4 separate regions of the Mus musculus genome follow, and all the other regions are linked to region 1. The links are chromatin contacts, called in public HiChIP or PLAC-seq and promoter capture Hi-C maps. All regions are on one chromosome and are shown on one strand. The core of a region is the stretch at or near the end of the contact, and the rest is flanking DNA. Distances in the headings are between cores, read along the strand shown.

Region 1 (2,637 bases), core at 93-2,592:
CAAGAGAGCAAGGACTTGGAGACATGTAAAAGAGTAATTTGGGGGGCGGGTAAAATATATGCTACTGGGGTATTCTGGGAATTAAACTTGGTTTCACAAAATGTCTAGCAATTTCTCGTGTTTTTATGGGAAATGTCGAATCATTTCTTTACATCGATGGTAGAAAAAGTAGTTTCAGTTCACTGGCAGATTTTACAGCTAAAGGACATCACAAGAAGTGGGGCTCTTAATCTGTGTGGGTAGGGAGGCCACGTGATAAATATATCCTGGGCTTTTGAGCTCTGGGTGATGAAGCTGGGGGTGGGGGCGGGGAGTTAAGAGAAGAGAGCTAGGCTGTAATCAGAGAAGCAGGCAGGCTTCAGGATGAGAAAAGGGGACATGTGCATCACTGACATAACGAACTTAAACTGTGACTGGGTTTAAATTAAGCAAGGTGTCCAGGGACTCCAGCTGTTGTATTTATTTTGGTTGCATGAGACGAGAGCTGATAACTCCGAGCCTGACACCCGATATAACTTAGCTGTCAGCTGCTAAACTCTGGTCAGGCCAAATCTACATCTCACCTATAGCTGCTTTATACAAACAGAATCAGAGAGCAGGGCGAGGGTCTGACCAGTGGTGGGCGGGTACCACGCACCACAGAGAACCACAGCAAACAAGCTCTTCGTACGTTTCTTTCCCTCGCTGCTATCAGAATTGCAACTGGTTTCGGATTTTCTTTTCTTGTACTTCAAATTGCAAATACTGGGTAACTTCTCACAGCCTTGGGAACCGAATTCTGCACCTCCATTTTGCTGGGGGGCATGCGGGAATGGAGGGAGAAGTGTAACTGCGCCAGTCCTGCGCTCAGCTCTCCACACCCCCTTCCCTTCGGGAGACCCCGCCCTTTTCTCCCAGCCAAACCACAAAAGGCCTGACAGTGGATCGGGCCTCGGCGCCCCGCCCCCGCCCAAACGTCGCAGTGCTGCAGGGGCGGGCGCAGGGCCAGAGAGGGGGCGGAGCCAAGCGCGTCTCCACTCTCCTCGGCCAATCCGCGAAGGGCCTGGGAGAGAGCTTGCAGGCGCCAGGCAGAGAGACAGCCCCAGTTATTTTCCCTTTTTCTGCCACGTCCAACCATGACGTAGGCCTACTTCTAGGACTGCGATTGGATGCGTGCTTTTCCCCCTGCAGAGGGCCGTGAAGTCTATTGGCTGCGCCCTCAGGGGGCGGGGCTAAAGCGCTCCCTTCCTCCGCCTCCTTCGCAGCGCAAGGGGCGGGACGCGCCGCCGCCGCCGCCGCCGTCACCACCTCTGCTTCCGCCGCCGCCGCCGCCGCCGCCGCTGCAGCCGCTGCGCGTTCGGCGGGGGAGGAGTCGGAGGCGGAGAAGAAGGCGGTGGTGGCGGGTGGAGGATCGAGCGCTGTTCTCGCTCTGGAGCCGCTGCACATCTCGGTGAGGGCAATTTTTATTTTTTTCTCTCTCCATTCTGGCTGATTCTGTCAGAGCGGATCTGGGTGAGGGAGCCGCTGCCCAGGCGCCTCGGCTTCGGGGGTCTCCGAGGAACGGACCGAGCCGTGGCCGGCCATGGTGGGTGGGGTTGGCGACTGAGAGGCCTCCGGCCATCCCGCCCGGGGCCGCGCTCTAGCCCGAGCCGCCGCGCCCGCCGCCCGCTCGCTCCCGCCGGCTGTCTGCTGTCCTTGGTGCCCTGGTCAAGGACCCGGCGCCTTGCCCCTCGCGGCCCGCCAGTGCCGCCCACCCTCAGGCCCGCCGCGGAGGACCGTGGCGCACTAGGCCTGCGGGGCCCCTGCCCGGCCCGGCACGGCACGCCTTCCATCCCTGCCTCCCGGATTTGCGTCCTCCCCGATTGTCACCGAGGCCCAGGCACCCTGTCAGGCAGTGCCAGTGGCCTACCGTCTTCTTGGTCAGCGTTAGGCCCCAGCACGCCTGTCAGAGGCACCTTCAGGGCTCCCCTCCCCGCCCCCACCCGCACCTCCACCCCCACCCCAAGATGCCTCCAGGTTTATCATTTTTTGCGCACATTAAAAATGGTGAGTTGAAAGCTGCCCAGACCAAGTTGAATAAAATAAAACAAAAAAAAAAATTGTATGTCTACATAGACAACTGCTTTGACGATCCTCATTCTGTCAAGTATACGATTCTTTTTTTTTTTTTTAAAGAGGCCTTACTCTATTTTTATCACGAAATATTTGCTATTATTTCTTTTAAGATGGCAGTCATTGCTGAAGACTTAACAGGTCATTTGATGAGTGTATACAGGAACGTAAAAAAATAACAGAAATAAACGTAACATGTTTGTGATTGTCTTCTGGATTTCATGTCTTTTTATATGAAATAATTTTATTCTTCTATTACAGACATGCACCCTCCGTGTAAAATTCAGCAGTATAAAGAGAGAAGTATTAAATAAATACTAATATGTGACTATTTTCATCCTTCAGTGCCCCACCAGTATTTCGGTTTGGTGGTCATCTTTCCAAGTGCTTTCACAAACGCATCTTGAAAGATACACACACATGCAGAGTTGTCTCCTTCAGGGATGGGGGTGAGGGCTATGCTGAGCACATTTGTGTAAAGCTTGCTTCTTCTAATTATATATCTTGGACATAGACTCCCGTTTTATGTAGGCCTCCCTAATACTT
Region 2 (2,637 bases), core at 38-2,537, 800 kb after region 1:
GAAACATGGAGGCATGATGGCTCAGTGGTCTTCTTTGATCCTATGTAGGCGTTGTGTGCAGAGGTTTCACTGAAATAGTAACAAAGAATAACAAACATTAACAGACTCTGAAAGTAGCAACTCTTCCCGTTTCCATGTCTTATTTGGCTACCTCCAATATCGACGTATGAGTAATGTGCTCACTCATTGCACCTTTTATTCTGGCCAAGTTTTACTTCTGCAACCCATCTCCCAATATAATGTTCTGATTTCTAGAGTGTAAACCTACTGAGAAGACGTTTTGAGAGTTTAGTATACACTATATGTTAGAAGCATTCGATTCAGAGTGGAATATTTTGAATAAATAAACAAAGTATCTTCTGAAATGGATTAATGAGTAAATGTATCAGACAGTGATTTAGACCCAAAACACTACAGGCTTCATGAACAAAACCTCTGCATGTACATACTACTTTCTCGGTTAATGAAGAGATTTAAGGGGCATGGGGAACTGAGTTACCCAGTTGGGAACTGTGAAAAAAAAAAATCAAAATTAGTTTAGGAAACCAAGCGTGGTTAGCTAAAATGGGGACGTAATCGGTTACAGCCACAGTGAGAGACAAATTAAAGCCACAGCTTTTGAAGATCAGTGGGACTCAGGGTCACAGCTTCAGAGGGTTAGAGTCCATGACGCAAGAACATGGTGGCGGAAACAGGTGAAAAGTTATAGCTACATCCAAAAGTAAGAAATAAAGCGAAAGAGACACGCTGGGGTGGGCAAGAGTCTTTTGAAGCCTCAAAGCCTGTCGCCAGTGACACACCTTCTCTAACAAGGCGACACATCCTAATCCTTCCGAATCAGTTCCTGCAAATAGGTGAGCATAAGGAGCCACTCGCATTCAAACTATCACGTGATCCTAAAGCGCTAGGAGGAGGCTCTTTTAGGAGATACTGGTCCAGTAAGTCCCACCCCCTGGTGCAGTCCACGTGAGTTCCCATGAGGCTTTGTTGGGTCTGCTCACCATTAAAAAAGATTTCACGCATCTATGCCATAACACCCTGATCATGCCTGATCCTGTTTGATCCTGAACGCTCAGATGGGAGAAGGATGTAGTGTCTCTTTGCTCCTCTTCTGTCTTTTTCTTTCCGATGATGCCCAGAGGCTAAATGTGCTTTCTCTGGTACTTTAGGCTTCCTTATCTTTCAGTTCGTGCCACGCAACTGCTTTTGCATCGTATGGCTAACCTTCTAGATGTTCATTCAAACACAGGACAAAGGCTTAGGTATCTGTTTAGCATATCAAAGTGGACCTGGCTCCCAGGTTCTCCCAGCATCCCTCAGTCCCTACCTTCTTACAGGTTATGGCTGGCGTCCTGGCGCCCTAACCCGGAACTCTACAGGGCTACACTTTCCCCAGAGACTCTTCCCTATACAATCCAGACATTTTGGTTATCGGTTCTATTTGTACCTTTGGCTTCCTGCTGCTGCACTGGATTCCCATCTCTCTTCCCTCCCTTCCTCTGCTCACAAGGCTCAGAGTCATAGTCACACCTGGACTCTTCCAGGTGTGTCTGCCTCTGGCTATGCTCTCCCTCTTATCTGCAATAAACTTTCTCCTCCACCATACCTAGGGGCAGTCATGTCCTGTCCTTCCCTTTTCTTTCCTTTCTTTATTCTCCCCTCTCCTCTCCTCTCCTGCCCTCCCCTCTCCTCTCTTTTTCAGTCTGTTAAGTTCTTTTACTAATGAGACCCCAAGATGGGACCCTGATACTTTGGGTGTCAATGTTAAACAAAATGTGATAATGCACATACGTGTGAGTGTGTGTGTGTGTGTGTGTGTGTGTGTGTGTGTGTGTGTGTGTGTGTGTGTTGAGAGTAATTAAAACATATTTTGGTTGAACTCAAGTAATACCAGTTTACCATGCTACCTAATTTTCCCTATATCTAGCTTCTCGCTTGACCTTTTCCCCTCCTAACTACAGGAAATACTGTACCACTGATCTTATAGCTCTGGGCAACTTTTTATATTTTAAGAATGAGTTTTTCTAAGTCGGTTGACCTTGGAATCACTCTGTAGCACAGCAAGGTCTTAGCTTGTGATACTTTTGCCTCAACCTCCCAAGTAGCTGGGACACCTGGCCCAAACCACTTACTTACAAGGCCCTGCTCTGTAGCAAGCCTATTTACACAGACAGTGAAATGGACCAGAACAAAGGTGATTTAAATTAATTTTTGCTTTCCTATGCAACTAAGCCAATAGTGTTTGTCAGTGATAATACTGTCAAATAGAAGAACAGTTATATCCATAATTCTTTGAAAAATGAAGTCATTTTTAATTTGCTGGAGTTTTTCAAAGAAGAAAATGTAAACACAGGAAATAAGTTGGTACAGCTTGTCCTAAACAGATCCTGTGAAATTGTGTAAGGGAAGGCAGGAACTAATAGAAATTTGTCTTAAATTAAAAGTTAGCCTGGAGAAACGGGTCAAATGAAAAAAACAAGGAGAAGTTTGAAGGGCTGATTCTTAGTAATCAGCATTACCATTACTACGTGCATCTGTAGGACTGGTCTGGAGGAGATCTCTCAGGGAACTGGGGATTAAACAGACTTTTCCTTTGTATAACAGGAAGGATTTACTTGTTAAGACCCCACTCACTGA
Region 3 (2,637 bases), core at 48-2,547, 650 kb after region 1:
TAAAGTAAATAATAGGTTCTCTGTACCTATAGCCTCAGTTGGCAAGAAAAGCACTAGTCTGGGGAGTGGAGGGATTGGTTCTTTTTAAATATTTTTAAATCCTTCAAAGTTAGCATACTTACCTGGGGACTATACATGAAGGTTTGATGGAAACTCCAATTTCATACTAGTCCCTTCTGGTGAACAGCTTCAGGAATCAATCCCTGGATTTTCAAGTAGAAATATATCTATTCCCCAAGTTCAGTCTACTTCATAGATGGTACTAGAGTTATCTTTTCAGAAGGGGACTGTTAAGGTAACCTTGAACAGTTCCATTAGGGAGAGCTCATTTCTCCTGCTCAAAAATCTGCCCTTATCTTCAGGTGGACGCCTAACATTCAACCTTCTCAAAGTACAAGGGTTAATCCAGCTGGGCCTGTCCGTCATCTGTGCAGGGCCCACTCTCCCAAGTCCCACAGCCAGTGATGGGGCAGCGCTGGATAGACGTCCTCTCTAGTGACCCCGGGGCCAGCCCTCCCAGTTACTACAGGTCACGGTGAGGGGGAGGGGAAAGAGCATCACAACGCACCCATGCCATCTCACCGCAGACAAGTGCCCTCACCCTTGGGGCTGGTTCACCTGCAATCCCTCCACCAGGGCCAGCTCTACTGTGCTGACTGGCGAGGCTCAGGGCCCATTCTCCCGAGAGCCGCCAGCAATGAGAGATGGAGCCAGCTCTCCAGAACAAAACATCCAGTGAGGGACGAGGCCATTCTCTCTGGCACCCCTGGCACCTCTTGAAACTTTCCCAGGTTCTCAATGCACATAGTGGTCAAGGCTCTAGACCCAACACAGGGAACAACAGCACATAGGGATCTTCTCTCTATGCTGTATGGTCTCCATAGATGGCCTGCCTGCCGAAATCTGCTTTGAACAGATCTTCTTCAGTTTCACTAATCTCTTCACTGTGAGAGTGAAGGGAGTTGGTTAGCGGCAAGGGGTAGGATTTTCCCCTTTATCACTATATACTTTAGCCCCTACTCTTGCCAGAAAGGTAGTGGTAAGTCCCCAAGCTTAGACCCTTGTTACTAAATTTCAAAGTCTGGGCCTTTAAGTAGACAGAGCAGGACCTAACATCTTTTGTGGTAACAGCAAGAGAGTCTCTCAAATCCCACAAAGATGTAGTCATCTTTCCTAGTATAACAAACATCTGATCTTTGTGAGTTTCATAACCAATTGCAGATGCAGCTGGGGGTTTTCCACTACATTCTTCGAGATTCTCCCTGTCAACTTTTTAGCAAGTGATGTCATCACTAAGGGCCTCCAGGGAGCAGAGGGATTGCATGTGTCTTGAGTCTGTGTCCAGATTACAATGGTGTATATAAATCACATTACAGTATTTGAAAATATGTGACTCGTTATTTTCTTTGGACCACTGAAGTGCAGCATTTAAAAAGTCCAAATTAAAATTTTTGGTTTATTTCCCAGACTAGAGCTCATTGTATCCAGAGATTTATGAGTTCCTTCAGAGAGATAAGACCCAACTTCATTCCACTCATAAGAAGAAAAATAACCACTGTAGATACCCCGTGGCTTCTATCTCCTGTAGCAAGCTTCCTGTCTCCAAATTCCTAAGGATTGAGAGGACAAATAAACAGAGGATCTTGGGTGGACAGGGGAGAATATCACAGCAGGATGGGGAACATGCTTCACCAGACAACTGAAAAATAAAAATAAAAAAGAGGGAATAGAAACAAAATCTCCCAGATAGTGTTTGATGTTTTCATACGTAATACAAATATGAAGAACATGTTAGTGGCATGTATCATGAATCAGTTTAAGGCATTATTGTCACAGGCACTTGACTGCAGTAAGAACTACAATGTACATTTATAATGAGTAAATGTCATCTTTTGTGCTGTCCACCAAGTCCTCTTAAGAGATCCCTGTGAGAAGGGGAGGGACCCCAAATGGCATGATCAAGGTGGGACATAAAATCACAGCAGGACAAGTCACCAGTGTTTAAGAGGGGTTAGCGTGCTTGGCCTTGATCTGAACAAAATAAAGTGAATGAAACTTCCCAGGAAATATTTCTGGAGTACACTGAGGCCAACTGTTTGGTTGGACAATACTCTAGTCAAGTGTTGCGCTAGAACACATGAGACGGGTACACAGATCTGAGTCTAGTGAGACAATCTAGGCAGTGCTTGGAGCAGGATTTAAGTATCAGAAGCAAAGCATTGATTACTCTCCATTGTTGAATTTTCAAGGTGTCAATCAACTCCTAACAATGGTAATGGTTTTTTTTTTAATTTAACATTAAGTTTATTTATTTATTTGTTTATTTATTTGTTTGTTTATTATTTGTGTGCATGTGTTGGATGCGGGCGAGTGTGTGGGAGTTCAGAGGACAGTTTATGGCAGTCCACTTTTCTCCTTCCATAGCGTGGATCCTGGGAATTGAACTCTGGCCAGCTGCCTTGGCAGTGAGTGCTTTTACCCACGGAGCCACCTTGCAGGCCCCAAAGTAGCTTTTATTCTGGTGCCTGCGCTCCACTTCCACTCCACAGCAAAGCAGAGTAGGATCTGAAGAGTTGTAACAGTCTACCCAGAAGACGATTCTCTAGACGCTTCTTTGACCAGCTTTTGAAGCTGTGA
Region 4 (2,637 bases), core at 40-2,539, 620 kb after region 1:
TATATTTTAAAACCTTGTTTTCTTGTGATGCTAAACTCTTACTTATTAAACATGGTTGTGTGTGTGTGTTTTAAAGGGATTGGGAGGGGAATATATATATATATATTCAGGCTCAGCTCGTTTTGTTTTAATTCCTAACTTTATTTTTTTAAAGGTTCTACATCAAGACTTTTACAAATGACAGCTCAATGTCACAGGAGGAAAAATATAATCACGGCTCACTCTGTACTCCAATCCCTACACTGATTCCCACCAGCCCTCAGCAAGGACAACAGAGAGGGAATTTTGAAGATCCCGCATCATGTTACCCTCTGGATTCAGTTGCTGTGAACAAAGCTGATTGTGGTAGGAATCCTGGCTAAACAGAAGCTCTGAGTGACTTCGATTTCCCCGTACCTAGCTTCCATGGCTAGGCCCTTTTGTTACCTAGAAATGACTAAAGCATTTCAATGGGGATTGCTATTCTTAAGCAGACCACTGGGAAAGAAGCAGGGCCTCAAGGAAGAGAACGACGTTTCCCAAGTGGATCAATCACAAAGTGCACGATATCTTGAGAAGAAGGGGTACAGCATAAGCTACATCATGCTTTGGGGGCAGGATTTTAAAGAATCAGATGTGAAAGGGCCTCTCAAATATATATATATGAGAATTCATATACACACACACACACAAACACACACACGTCAAGAGAGAAACAGACTATCCAACTCATAAAAATGGGTAGTCAAATTTAAATTAAATATAATAGAAGATTGGTGATACACACACACATATAATTCATATATATATGTAGATGTATATATATATATATATATGTATGTATATATATATATATATGTAGATGTATATATATGAATTCAGGTCCTGAGAGAAGTATAATAACTAAATATAGGACAAAGGAGAGCCATTTCACATACTCTTTCAGTAGAAATACAGCAAAAAGAAAAAAAGAAAAAAAAAGGAAGCAAAGGAAAAATGTTTCAGAGGAACTTGGGGCTTGCAAAGTGGGTCAAGTGTAAAGAATATTAATTCTAATATGCAAGGCAAGCAGTCAAGGGTGAAGGACTGGAGACTGTTAATCCATCCTTTCTAGGCCAGACTGAGCACCACCCAAATCATGCCAGGAAAGGTTTAACTTGGGGCCATGAACTTAGAGGGAAATTGAGTAACGCCTATAAATTCTATTTACTCCCCTTTCCAGATCGTTAAAGACATTAAACTAGACCCAAGCCAACACAGACCCTTGCACAGCCCACGACACACGGCCCTAGAGTCAATCATGCTGCGATGAATCACTGGCCCGTTGCTCATAATCACCCAAGCATCCTAAATATGACTATAAATAGATTCTTACACAAGCCTGGTTTTTATTAATGTTGCAAACAGGATTGGGAGGTCCCAGACAGAGATCCATTTTCTCCTGTACTCATTCATTGCAAAGCATCTCCCTTCTTGGGAGTATCCCTGATAGGATGTGCCCTCTCTCTGCAGATGAATGTTATGCGGTGGGCATACCTCCGCCTTGCTCCAGACATTTATAACTTTGCTTTTTCAATAGCTGCACTGTATCCTTTTCATCTGTTGACCTAAGAACAAGCAGATTATGGTATCCCCACTCACAATTTGTAAAAGAAAAGCATGTGGTTTGTTCTTCGCTTACTTCTTTGCTCCTGGCTTCGCTTTCAGCAGGACCCCTAGTTTCCACCCAGGGCCACTGGGTAAGTTTCTTTAACACCATTTAAGACCTTCCAGACTTTGCTGTATACAATATATATCCATTCTATACTACAAATTGAAATTTTCTTATCCTAAATTTTACAATTTTTTTCTTTTCTATAGACCTTATTTACATCATAGATCTGAAAGGTATTTTGGATCCCTTTAAAGTCACATATCTCTGATTTTACGACTTATATCTTTCCAGGACTATGTTATTTTCAGCTCTTTATTTCTCCATCACTTAGTAATAAAACACAGTGTGTGCACAGTGGAGGATCAAGCCGTTCTCTAAGATGTTTTCTTCTGATGATACAAAACAGGGAAACAAGCTTCATTAAATGAATCACAAAATGGTGCAACGGTACAGTGTGTGATTAGCATCCAAACAAAAACCGACATGGTCCTAAGGGAAAAGTGCTAGCGTGTGATATGAAACCTGAACTCAGGGAGTTCACTCTCAGGTCTGCAGCGCTCAGGTGGCACTGTGAACTCAGGATACTTTCCCAGGCCTCGCCTCTAAATTCATGCTTTTGGTTTTTGTTCTTATTAATTATTTATGCTCCTTATATCCTAATTGCATCTTCCCTTCCCTCCCCTCCTCCCAGTCCCTCTCTCCTGCCTCCTCCCCTTCTCCAGGGGAGCCCTCCCATGGATATCAACCAGCCTTGGCACACCAAGTTGCAATAAGACTAGGCACATCTTTTGTTGAGAGTAAACAAGGCAGCCCAGTTAGGAGAAAGGGATCCAAAGGCAGGCAGTGTAATCAGAGACAGCCCCTGCTACTTGCTCAACTATGTTCATAGCAGCTTTATTCATAATAGCCAGAAACTGGAAACAACTTGGATGTCCCTTGACTGAAGAATGGATAAAGAAAATGTGATACATTTATACAATAGAGTATTACTTGGCCATTAAAAA

Evidence for each region. Promoter capture Hi-C pulls out the DNA fragments that hold promoters and counts their contacts. HiChIP or PLAC-seq counts read pairs in DNA pulled down with a chosen protein or histone mark.
Region 2: a contact with region 1 is called in a promoter capture Hi-C map of embryonic stem cells, with 4 times the contacts expected there. The contact joins the enhancer-like site here to the promoter of Pja2 in region 1. A contact is called at or near these places in 2 of 39 promoter capture datasets (embryonic stem cells and hippocampal neurons), 4 of 115 datasets of contacts at active chromatin or transcription factors (the NIH/3T3 cell line, embryonic stem cells, forebrain and 1 more) and 1 of 9 other capture datasets (embryonic stem cells).
Region 3: a contact with region 1 is called in an H3K27ac HiChIP or PLAC-seq map of vascular smooth muscle cells, with 4 times the contacts expected there. The contact joins the enhancer-like site here to the promoter of Pja2 in region 1. A contact is called at or near these places in 2 of 39 promoter capture datasets (both in the 3T3-L1 cell line), 1 of 15 datasets of contacts at CTCF or cohesin (the NIH/3T3 cell line), 1 of 484 Hi-C or Micro-C datasets (muscle stem cells) and 3 of 115 datasets of contacts at active chromatin or transcription factors (embryonic stem cells, fibro-adipogenic progenitors and vascular smooth muscle cells).
Region 4: a contact with region 1 is called in a promoter capture Hi-C map of the 3T3-L1 cell line, with 3 times the contacts expected there. The contact joins the enhancer-like site here to the promoter of Pja2 in region 1. A contact is called at or near these places in 2 of 39 promoter capture datasets (both in the 3T3-L1 cell line) and 3 of 115 datasets of contacts at active chromatin or transcription factors (craniofacial prominence, embryonic stem cells and forebrain).

The regions. Positions count from the first base shown.
Region 1 is chr17:64,330,588-64,333,224 of GRCm38.p6, reverse strand. It overlaps Pja2 (praja ring finger ubiquitin ligase 2), which reads left to right and starts at 1,342. Exons shown (of 10, transcript NM_001025309.1): 1 at 1,342-1,429.
Region 2 is chr17:63,533,366-63,536,002 of GRCm38.p6, reverse strand. No RefSeq gene overlaps it. Among named protein-coding and RNA genes, the nearest start is that of Fbxl17, 34 kb to the right of the region's middle. Within about 2 kb of position 1,287, at least 8 of the 459 cell types and tissues checked have an H3K27ac peak or open chromatin away from gene starts, as enhancers often do. A contact at or near this core is called in embryonic stem cells, where this site is marked.
Region 3 is chr17:63,677,096-63,679,732 of GRCm38.p6, reverse strand. No RefSeq gene overlaps it. Among named protein-coding and RNA genes, the nearest start is that of Fbxl17, 180 kb to the right of the region's middle. Within about 2 kb of position 1,297, at least 51 of the 459 cell types and tissues checked have an H3K27ac peak or open chromatin away from gene starts, as enhancers often do. A contact at or near this core is called in the NIH/3T3 cell line, muscle stem cells and vascular smooth muscle cells, where this site is marked.
Region 4 is chr17:63,711,718-63,714,354 of GRCm38.p6, reverse strand. No RefSeq gene overlaps it. Among named protein-coding and RNA genes, the nearest start is that of Fer, 150 kb to the left of the region's middle. Within about 2 kb of position 1,289, at least 45 of the 459 cell types and tissues checked have an H3K27ac peak or open chromatin away from gene starts, as enhancers often do.